Regions from separate parts of the Zea mays genome. Here region 2 is linked to region 1. The links are chromatin contacts, called in public Hi-C maps. All regions are on one chromosome and are shown on one strand. The core of a region is the stretch at or near the end of the contact, and the rest is flanking DNA. Distances in the headings are between cores, read along the strand shown. Region 1 holds the start of LOC100194301. Region 2 holds the start of LOC103649960.

What was found. Hi-C and Micro-C count contacts between places; a contact is called where the count stands out from the background.
Region 2: a contact with region 1 is called in a Hi-C map of ear, with 4 times the contacts expected there. The contact joins the promoter of LOC103649960 here to the promoter of LOC100194301 in region 1. A contact is called at or near these places in 2 of 25 Hi-C or Micro-C datasets (ear and leaf).

The regions. Positions count from the first base shown.
Region 1 is chr3:36,484,553-36,490,136 of Zm-B73-REFERENCE-NAM-5.0, reverse strand. LOC100194301 reads right to left here and starts at 2,521. Exons shown (of 3, transcript NM_001139339.1): 1 at 2,248-2,521; 2 at 1,996-2,101. The coding sequence starts at 2,445.
Region 2 is chr3:37,363,463-37,369,046 of Zm-B73-REFERENCE-NAM-5.0, reverse strand. It overlaps LOC103649960, which reads right to left and starts at 2,757. Exons shown (of 2, transcript XM_008675654.3): 1 at 2,495-2,757; 2 at 1,617-2,345. The coding sequence starts at 2,337. The coding sequence ends at 1,894. It overlaps LOC100304334, which reads left to right. Exons shown (of 10, transcript NM_001356615.1): 10 at 1-691. The coding sequence ends at 292.

The DNA.
Region 1 (5,584 bases), core at 1,272-3,771:
TTGTGCTTCTTTGTATTAGAAAGAAAAGGTCCCCATACATCACACACCTCTCATAAGGGGACCACATATGAGAGGTGGTTATAATAGCCTACATGGTCAACTTGAATATAGAAAATAAAATACTTGACCACCACATCAAACTCTAGCACTAAGCTCTAGACCTTGTAGTATCTTAGCTCCGGCCATGCACCACAGGCTATGCTTCTGATTACAGATATAGTAAGGTGACATCAAGCTAAGGAGGTACCAAGTAAAATACGTACTACCTTAAACAGATAGCTTAGATAGTTAGATTTATACAAGAAATAGTGAACAGAAAGTTGAAATACTTCCTTGAGCACTGTTAAAAGTTTCTGATGGAGTGAATCCTTCCTTGAGCACTGTTAAAAGTTTGTTTTTAGATGAGTTAAGTTGTTGGGATAGGGCTAATGCTAAGCATATAGCGGGTCTTGGCCTTGGTGCTGCTTTTGATAGGGCCTTGGCTATTCCTGATTTTTAAGGTTTTCAAACTGGTCGGGTCTGCCCATAGGCATTGTACTTTGGTCCACTTTGGACCTTTTTTCCTCTCCTAATATAATGATGTGTAGCTCTTCTGCGCGTTTGAGAGAAAAAAATAAAGTTGAAATACAACAATTAAAAATGCAGTAAATTGAATGATAGCTTGCTAAGTTGGATTTGGTTGATAACAATAGTAAATTTTAAAATTTAAGCCATGCCATAAGCAAAGAGATAAAGCTCACAATAAAACAACTAAACATGGTCGTGCATGCCCTGACCACACTACCTGAAAGGCTGAAACAATACTTCATCTGGGGCTCTACTGGACTAAGGGGTGTTTGAATGCACTAGAGCTAATAGTTATTTGGCTAAAAATTGCTAGTAGAATTAGCTAGCTAACTACTCCCTCCGTTCTTTTTTATTTGCCGCGTTTTAGTTCAAAAATGAACTAGCAGACGACAAATATTCGAGAACGGATTTGCTAAAAGTAGCTAGACGGTTTGGATATCTTCAACTAATTTTAGCAGCTAACTATTAACTCTAGTGCATTCAAACACCCTCTAAGTATATAGATCATAATCGTTAGAACATTCTCTTTTTGAAGTATAACTTATGTAGATCTTTAACCATTTAACTTCACTTTCCGAAGTTCATTTCCTTTTTAATATCTTTTAGAAAAAAAATCATGTGGCTTCTATCGACAGAATAAACAATGTTCCCTTGTTTTCAAGTCGTCGACTAGTCGTTGGGTTGGCCCTGGGATCTCAACTGGTGAGGTCGGCTCGACTTTTCTGGCAAGTCGAGTGACTTGGCAACGACTCGAAATTCTCAGTCGACTTGTGTCCCAGTTCGGCCCAAGCAGCCCAAAGGCCCATTATACAACATAAACCCTACCTCCCAACACTTATGTGGCTGATCTTGATTTGGATGATCTTGATTTGAGAGATATTTAGGGTATCTAGTATCTAGCTAGTTGTAGCAGCATCTTAGCTATCTAATGGAGCTTATTTCCTTTTAGGTTTGAACTATATTTTCTTGCTATTTGATTTCCAATTTGAACTATATGTCAATATATGGCTATTATGACTTATGAGTTTATGGCTTATCACTTATGTGGCTGATTTGGTTCAGTTTGAGGCTTCAAATGAGGTAAGACTTGCTGTTTATTTCAGTTTCGTTCAATTTCAGGCTTCAAATGAGGTAAGACTTGCCCTTTCTTCATACCACTATATTGGCAAGTCGACGACTAGTCGACTGACTTATCGACTTGAAAATCGGTACCTTGTCGACTCGACTTATCGACTTGAAAACATGGCAATGTTCTACAATGTCCATTCTATCAATCATGTGCGAACCTCTATGAACTAGCACGTACGAAATCGACCACAGAATAACCAACAACGCAAGCATATCAGACTAGACACCAACCACAACTTGCGCAATCATTCAGTACTAATTAAGGAGGGTTCCCATAAGGGGTTGGGAGAAGAGCATTACCGAAGTTGCGGCCGACGATGCAGTGCCAGGTGGGGCCGTGGTTCTTGTCGAACTCCTTCTTTATGTACTCCGCGATGTCCTTCTCCATACTGTGCTTCTCGAATGCCTGACCGACAGAGAAGGAATCGACAGAAAAGTCCCCAAATGGCCAAATCCCATTCCCAACGAAGAACCGGTCAACAAGGGGAGCGACGGAAACCAAATCGAGCGCAGGAAGAAGGCAGAGCGAGAGCAAGGGCATAAGGTTCTTACGATGCGAGCAATTTCGAAGGCCTCCTGCCGCATCTCCTCCTTCATGTCGGCACTCTTGAGCTGGATCTTGTGCGCAACCGCAGTCGCGGTCGCTGCCGGCGGCGGAGACCCCGAGCCCACCGGCTTGCGGTCCTCGGAGGAGGCCCGAAGCACCACCTGCGCGGCGCCCGCGGGCCCGCGCCTGGCCTCGTCTGACATTCTTGGGGGCGGACGGACTGACGGAGCGGAGCTGCCGGGTACGCTTCTCCCTCTCGAGGAACCCTCTAGCTTTTTGAAAGGCGACGGTGGGCGACGGTGCGCGCTGGAGCGGAATCTGCCGAGAGTCCAGCAGAGAGGACTGGAGAAGGTGAAACTGGGAGCGTCGTGGTGGGCTGGTGGCCGTGGGCCTAGGACTAAAGTCCAGCCGAAATACGTGACCATACGGTTTGTAACGCAAGATTTATTTATTTTTTCCAAATCGTTGCAGAAATTGTAGAACATTTTCAATCGTTTCAGTATTTAAGAAAAGTGAATTCACATTGGAAATAAGTTCTAATTTTTTTTATTATAAAAATATACTCTCTCTGATTCAAGTCATAAGACATTTTTTCTTCTAAATTCATAGTTTTTCTACATACCTAAATGTTGAGGCCTACTTTGCTGAAGATCATCAAAATACCTCATCGGATTGAGAAAATGAGTTTCAAGTACAACATGAGTAGACAATGAAGCAAACCTTCAACATGTGCAACTTGCAAACTAGAAAAGAGAAGCTACGAAGCTCAACGTAAGCATTGATGCTGCAACGGAGCACAACGTAAGCATTGATCTAACCCAATTCAAATATTTTTCGCTTCACTAGCAAAATTTGGATCAAAGTCATCTAGAGCCTTCCACTCATCACTATCAGACGGATGCATCATCACTTGAGGGTCCTCCCATTCACATTCTTTGTGTCATATCATGTGCTTAGTCGTGTGCTTTGAAAGAAACAAACGCTTCACCCGAGATGCAAGAGGCATGTAACGAAGTTGCTTATGGGCTACAATTGATTTCAACATTTCACCATCCTCGTTTTCAACATCTATGTATCTCGACTTACCACACTTTAGACACTTATTCTCTTTCTCATGATCCTTCTAGAAAAGCATACAATTATCTAAACATACATCAATTTTCTGATATTCCATACCTAGACGAGCAATTTCCTGCACTAATACACGTCTTTGGGCATCTTGCGATTTAGCATAAGGACTTTGCTTATCAAGTTCAAGAGATCGTTATAACAACAGTTCTAGAATGCAAACTTAGACTTAGTAACCATAAGCCGAGTCATCAAAGCGAGGATGATAACTCTTGTGTTTTTGTGCAACGACTCTTTGTAGCCTTAAGAACGTTGAAGAACTTTTTATGCACCAGAGGAAGTTGATCCTCAAGATTACATGGAAACACTAAATCCAGATACCCTCTTAAATATTCAAGCATCCCATCCATTCTATCGTAGTCCGCGTCATAATTCTCTTGGGCTTCCGACACATTTTCATGAGAGAACTTGTCACACCCGGTTTTAAGGGCAAAACCGAATGCATAACATATGTGTGCCAAGATCTATTTCCACACATATGTTGACATCACAAGTGTAATATATCAAAAAAACAATGCATAAAAACGTAAATAAAGATTATATTGACATATTACACTTCGAGTAGACTTAATGTCTTAACCTTTATTCATCAAAGTACAATAGAACATGGGCATCCTTCCACAGGAAGATGACCGAGGAATCACTAGACTAGCATCCATCGAGTTCACCATCAAAATCTCCATATGCAAACGTCTAATCAAAATTAAGCAAGGGTGAGCTCACTTATGGTGGGGGCTCAGCAAGTGGGGTGAAAATGCAAGGTTAACAAGGTAAGTCTAAGGTGTCATTTGGTTCACGAAATATAACGTAAATGCTAATGGTAATGATTCACACTCGAATATCGGCGGTAACAAATTTGAATAAGGCGGTATCCATTTGTAGTGTGGTATCGATTACAGTTGGACTTAAACAAACATGATTTAATGTTATCTGTTACCCATTACGTTATCAATATGAAGCGTCCCGGTCCTCTGGGACTCAAATGTGATACAATTACTAGTCCCAGGAGGCTAGTAAACACATTTATACATCAGATGATTACAGATTTGCTTAAACGAGACAAACTTATAAAGGTGGTGATCAACTTTAAGAGTTGGTCCACAACTCAGGACATATCATCAGAGTGGGGCCAAAGCAGCCCGATATACGCAGCGAAGCAAATCAGCGGTCCAACAGCCACAGGCAAGGTTGGGAACAGTCGTAACTCTTACCCGATCTCCTTTTTCTGAAAAACAACAAATAAGCAAGGGTGAGTACAAACGTACTCAGCAGCCCACCTTCACCCGCGGAATGGGGAAATCAGATATAATGCATGGAATATGTGGAGCTCAGGATATTTTGCAGAAACAGCAATATTTTATGCAGGGTTGTTTTGTAAACATTTTGTATTTTTCCAAGCGCATCCCCTCCCAAAGGAGCAGGAAGTTTTTCAATATTAGAACAAAATCCCCTGGACTAAACCATCCAGGTATCTCAGCAGTTTCCCACTGGTTTTCATTTTCAAAATCAGCTACTGGACTTCCCGTCCACCATAGCTCACGGCTCAAACGCTGGACCTTTTAAAAACCACTTTTCTCAAACGCACCTTTTTTTAAAACAAAACACTAATTTCCATACCACACCAGACCCGTCCATTCCTGTGGACACAGACTATTCGAATAGGTTTGAACTCTACGCAGAGGGGTACACTTTACCCACTAGTCTGGCTCTGCGATCTCATGATCAATGAGATCCGAATCCGAATCTCTTTCTTTCCTCGCACGTCCTAACCTTAACGGTTATACCAGAAGGAGTCAGGCCACCGCCATGTCCAAACCGGACAAAACATTCCCCCTCCTCATCCTCCCGATGCTCCCCAGCCTTCATAACCCTGGGGTTGGACCGTACGAGTTCAGATTGAGTGACTGCCCACACAGTCTCGAGTGGTTGTACTTATCAAGAGTACATGTAGTGAAAAATGACAAACCGGTCCTTATATGAGGGGACAATCCTTCTGATCACGCCTAAACCAGCTGAGCCTTCACCTTAGGCCCTCCCCTAAACCAGGGAGTCCCTGATCATCCCTACTAAAAGGTGATAAGGGTGAAAACCCTTCATCATACACATTTTGAAAAGCATTTTCTTTTGAAAACTCACACCTTTTCTCAAATCATTGGTAACAAATATATCAAGGATTGATTGCGGCAAGCGGCTTGGGTGGCCATAATAACTTGT
Region 2 (5,584 bases), core at 1,508-4,007, 880 kb before region 1:
GGCAGCACCTCGAGAGGCTACAGTGGGCTTGTTGACAAATCTTCCTAAATTAAGCACTGCCATGGACTTGCTGAAGCATGAGAGCTCCCTACGTCTGATTCGCTTATTATACGGCCTAGCCTTCTCATGCAGACAATACTTGGCCCAGGGAATGATCCTGTCAATATCAGTGTCAGCTTTGATGCGAGTTGAAGCACTTGTTTCAGTTTTCAAGGGCTCCAATGATAGCCTTCTTGCTGATGCTGCTTCTTATTTGAGCGCCGAACTGCAGCGCTTACCTCGCTGTGGTTGAAGCTGCAACTTGTCCAAGGAGGCAAGGATGCACTTGTTTTTGCTGTGGTTGAAGCTGCAACATGAGCTGAGCAAGTGAGCAGGACATCAAGTACAGGTACTTTATATCAGTGACTGATCTCAGTTGCCACAATTGCTAAGTGGTAGTTTCGCTCGTAAATGTGCAGCCAGGGTGTTTTATGCTATCATTTATGTCCAGTTCGGGGCTGCTGTATATGGTGCTTTTGAACCATATTTGGAAGGTGGCTAGAAGGAAAGAACACTTTGTTTCCTCGCGACTTTGGTTGGCAATTACCCCAGTTTCATGTAATTCTGTAATACCTGTAATTTCTCTGAGAATACTGTAGTTCAATATCATGTGTAAATAAATCATCTATAAATGCATGTGAAGTTCATGTACAGTAGCTGTTAAAGAGTTATTGTAAGTCTTTGTTTGGATACTCTATTATTCACATGAATCTACATGTATTGAGGTGTATTAGGGTATAATCAATACATATGGATTGAGGTGAATACTAGAGTATGCAAACAAATCATAACTCATGAATCTTGGTACTATTGTGTAGTTTTTACTTTTTACAAATGGTGATAACGTTCTGTGCAAATAACTGGCTATTTTATCGATCATTACTGTTTGCTCTTGTTCAGTTTTTCAGTTTGCGAGTTCTACATCCTTTGACAGCAAATTTGTGCAGATATACTACTCTGCTTACGTGTCCACTACTAGTTGGCAGAAGGCATCGTACCAATGGTCAATAGGGTAAGACGAAGATTTCGTCCTCATGTTTCGTCATGACTCATTTGACTGGCCATATGGCCGCCCATATCCATGTGGTCGTTATTAGTCCTCGAGAAGATTTTTCCTTGTGCACTGTATCTGTCACGACTTGTACAGTAAAGCGACTGTACAAAAAACCGATACGCTGGTGTTGTCGTTTGCTTTGGCTACCATTTTTAGAAATTGGCCCTCGAGAACGACCTGCCTATAGCTCCGCGCTGTTTGTGGCATGCAAATTTTTCGTCCGAAATCTGCTGTGCGATTTAGATCAAAATTTGAAGAGCCAGACACTTGAGATGCGGTTATCATTGAATTAAACTGTTAGTTTAGTTTGAACTCTGAAGGCGCCTGGTAAATACTCCCTCCGTTTCATTTTAGTTGTCGCTGGATAGTGCAAAATTGAACTATCCAGCGACAACTAAAAAGAAACGGAGGGAGTATAACTATTAAACGAGCCACATAGTGCCATCCAAAAAGTGCATTGACATTGTGCTTTTGTTTAACACTCGCTCGTGCATATAAGCATATGGCAGTGTTATCAAAATTTGTCCACTTCATTAAAAAAAAAGGGTGCGGATGTTCATACTCAGGGTCAATCTATTATTTGACATATCTGCAGCCATCACCGAACTCATGATTCTGTGAAGTATTGAACCAGAACCTTGAAGCTTATGCTAACAAGACCGAGGACTTGCTGCGTGGTCGTAGACTCGTAGCTCACAATTCACGTCCCACTCCCAGTGTACATTACATTACTTGCAGCCGTTGTACCAACTAGTCAATATACTGACTGACGCTTGTTTGGTGCATGTCATCGCAACGCTTCAAAGGAAAAAAAAAAGAAGTGCTTTCGAAGAGCAGTTGACCCAGAGAGACGGAGATACTTCAACAACTATAACAAGGACAAGGACGCGCATCCAGGCATCGCTCTTGAGCTTGCCCGCTTGCAGCTGAAGGCCCCTCTGCACCGCCATTCCCCAGGCTGCGAGTCCGTCCATGGGGAAGGTGTGCCTGCTCACCGTCGACGAGAGCATCCTCGTGGCGTTGGCCCTCGTCGCCGTCGCCGCCTTGATGCTCGTCGCCCTCTTGCTGCCCCCGCCGCGCCGCCGCGGCTTCTTCTGAGAGCACGGCCACGGGCCATGGCCGGGCGTGCCGTTGGTCCGGTTCGGAGTCGTGGTGAGTGATCGGTTCAGAGTCGCTGTGACCCGCCAGTAGTGCCATGCCTCGTCGATCTGGAACTGCTTGCGTGTTTGTACGCCGGGTAGCATCTGTTGCTCTGTAAACCATCATGCATATGACAGTTCATGTATGTGGGTGTGGGATCGTCTTGTACAAGTTCATGGTATATGTATATGTGCAGAGAGCGACCAAAGTATCCCCCCTCGATACCGATCGTATTTACCCGCGCATGCGCAGCAGACGCACCAGTAGAGTAGTGCGGCGGTTAGCATCAGCGTCTCCTTCTTCCTCTTTTTTTACCAGGGCAGGGGGCAGCGGATTGAAGACGTGTTTGACAAGAGCAGCAAAGACGCGCGCGGCCAGACCGGCGCGGGAGAGCGCGGTGGGGTGGGGGCTAGCTACAGCGAGTGCAGGGGGCAAGCGGCCAGAGGCCATAGCTGCTTTGGGACCACAAACAGACGCGAACAATCGCCTATGAGTTTTTAGAGCACAAGTCCATTACATATTGTCTGAGCAGTGCGGAGGCTACGAGCCACGGTCCTCCGCAGGTGTTGATAGAGACCTGACCTGATAATCCGAACGACACAGCAACCAGACTGCTCTAAGATTGTTGCTGATCTTGTGTTTTGGCATGTAATCGAGCTGTTTCGTTTTCGTAGAATACACACGACAATCGCCTAATTTTGTACTTCATCCGTTCCAAACACCTGTACAACAGATAAAATAAGGTAAACAAAACCCGCTTTAAAACGGTTGTACAGAGGAATAAGATGAAAACAAACTGCCCCAGTTTTTTCAAATTCCTCCCCCGGTCGCTGACATCGCGGGCCACAGGCGGAGCTGCTGCGAACGCGCGGGTTGGCAGGGTTGCCGCGCCCGCTGCTCCGAGGAGCGGCCGAGAGCAGGCTCCTCGAAATGGCCGAGCAGACATGCGCACGGACGCATGAGAAATAAGAACGACGGAGATCAAGGAAACCAGAAGAGAATAAAAAAGGTATGTGAGGCATATGGCTGGCAGGCCTATCGCCATATCAGCTAAAGGCGGTCTATATAGTTCATATTATCAGTTTTTTTATCTATAACGCTCTAGTGCATAATTTTTATCATCAGTCTATAGTTACTCAATCGCTGGATTAGCTTTATTTTACAGACTTTTAGTTGACATTAAACACTAAATTTTAATAAAATTCAAATACATCTAATTATGTAATCAAGCGAAAATTGCATAATTCACAACAACAATTAAAAATTATATAACTCAAGCATAATAATAAAATATATAATTTAAAAATAAAGTTACAAAACATAAACATAAATATTATAATTCATAAATAATATAGTTTATATATTAGATTCACAATTTTTATTGAGTTTTTTCCGAGTTTTTGGACTTGATAAAGTAAAAAAATAGTTAACTGTCGTGGCGCACGCGTGGACCAATCAAAACATGCCACCGATCACTAAAGTCGGTCGTCACCGATCGATTAGTCCAATGCAATGGTTGATACTGACCAATCGATACCAACCGGTTCGACTCCAACGTAGACGGTATCAACCGGTTCGGACAGTCAAACACTGTGGTCGACCATAAGGTAGGAGTCGCTACCGACTCGCGTTGCACCCAGCCTAAAGGGAGTGCACTGTCTCTGTAACTTGGAGCTTTGTTTTCTTTGGAGATTTAGTTTTGAGAGGTACTATTAGATATGTATTATGTATAGATACACAATTAGAAACTATATATATTTAAAGAAGTTAAACGATGTATAATTTACATGGCATCTTCAACAAGGCCTACAAGACGATAACCAGAAGGCAATGTGTAACTGCAAGCAAGCCCAAATTGTGGGTTTTGGTGATAATAACTATACAATTAGAGGATTAATCTTGTTTACCAAGCATTGTGACACGAAAAGCAAAAAAGGAGAATGCTCATGACAAAGGAAGCATCCCAAAACCCAATATAATCTATTGTATGCTTTTATCTTACTAGATGAGTGCCCCGTGCGTTGCAACGGAAACACACAATACCATGATAACTTATATATATAATGTGTCTTATATTGTTATAAGAAAATGTTTCATAATTCATTTGTGATCCTAGCCATATATAAATTTTGTTATTTTAATTTAACTGTTTCACTACTACATTACAACCATCAGTATCATACAGACTTCGATATATACCATGATTTGCATGGTCTCATCATTGGAGAGCACGTGCCACACCTATCGGTAGAAGTTCTCTCGTACATCGTCAGTCATCAGGCACGCACAACCATACATGTTTGCTTAAATAAAAAGGCAAGTGTGTGCGTTTGCGAAGAGAATTAAAGGCAGGCCAGCACAAAAGCTACCTCGGCGATGGCAAGTGGTCATTGTTGTCGGTCCTCCTCTGCGTCACCTCTGTCGCTAAGATGACGCCACAGTTTTTGATATAGTAGTCGTCGAACGTGCGTGACATGGCGAGTACCGATGACTTTTGGCTGGGCTGCTAAACGAAGTGCACCCCGGGCTCATCAGCGAGGTAGTACACCTAGCCGTTGCACCTCCAGATGTGCTACTCCTCTACATACATCTTGTTCGAGGACACTCACACAACATCAACAACAACCGACGTCCCAGCGCACAAGAATTTATGGTCGGTCAGTAGCGACTTACGTGGCCGGTTGAGCTTCAGATGGATGATGAGCTAGATGGCGTGACGGCGCCGTCGTCGGATGCGGTGCCCAGAACAACCCGAGAGTCGCCGGCGTTGGCAACGACTATGAGGTCCCTCGTTTGAATATGGACAGCGGTGTAGCCGCTCTGGACCGCGTCCAAGCGACGGCTGCGCCGGAGCTTGCCGAACATAGCGACGCATGCGGCCAAGTAGGACAGCTTCCAGAGGTCGAACTGGCAGTTGCCAAGCTTCTTCTCATCGTCGATGAGCGACGCCAACGCGAGCGCCTCCTGTCAGTGGTGTTTGTTCGGGGTTTCCAAGTAAGAAACATGGATTCATCTTTGGCGTTAGTTTATAAAAATGACTCACAAGTCAGATCCATGGACAAAATATTACGGAGAATAAATGTCACACATATAAAAAAGGAATTTAAGTTGAAAACTTATTCAAACAAAAGAAGTTGCATGCAAGGCTCTTCTTTAAATACTACTCTCTCCATCCAAAAATATAATTCGGGAATCTCGTTGATAATTATCTACTAATACACATTGTGTAAGGGTAGCAGGTGGGCTTTGGGAGAGATGTAGTAGATATTTTTACTGTAACAAATATTAACATAAACACACATGTGGTGTAGTGGTAGCTACGAGCATATTTACTTGAGAGGTCGTGGGTTC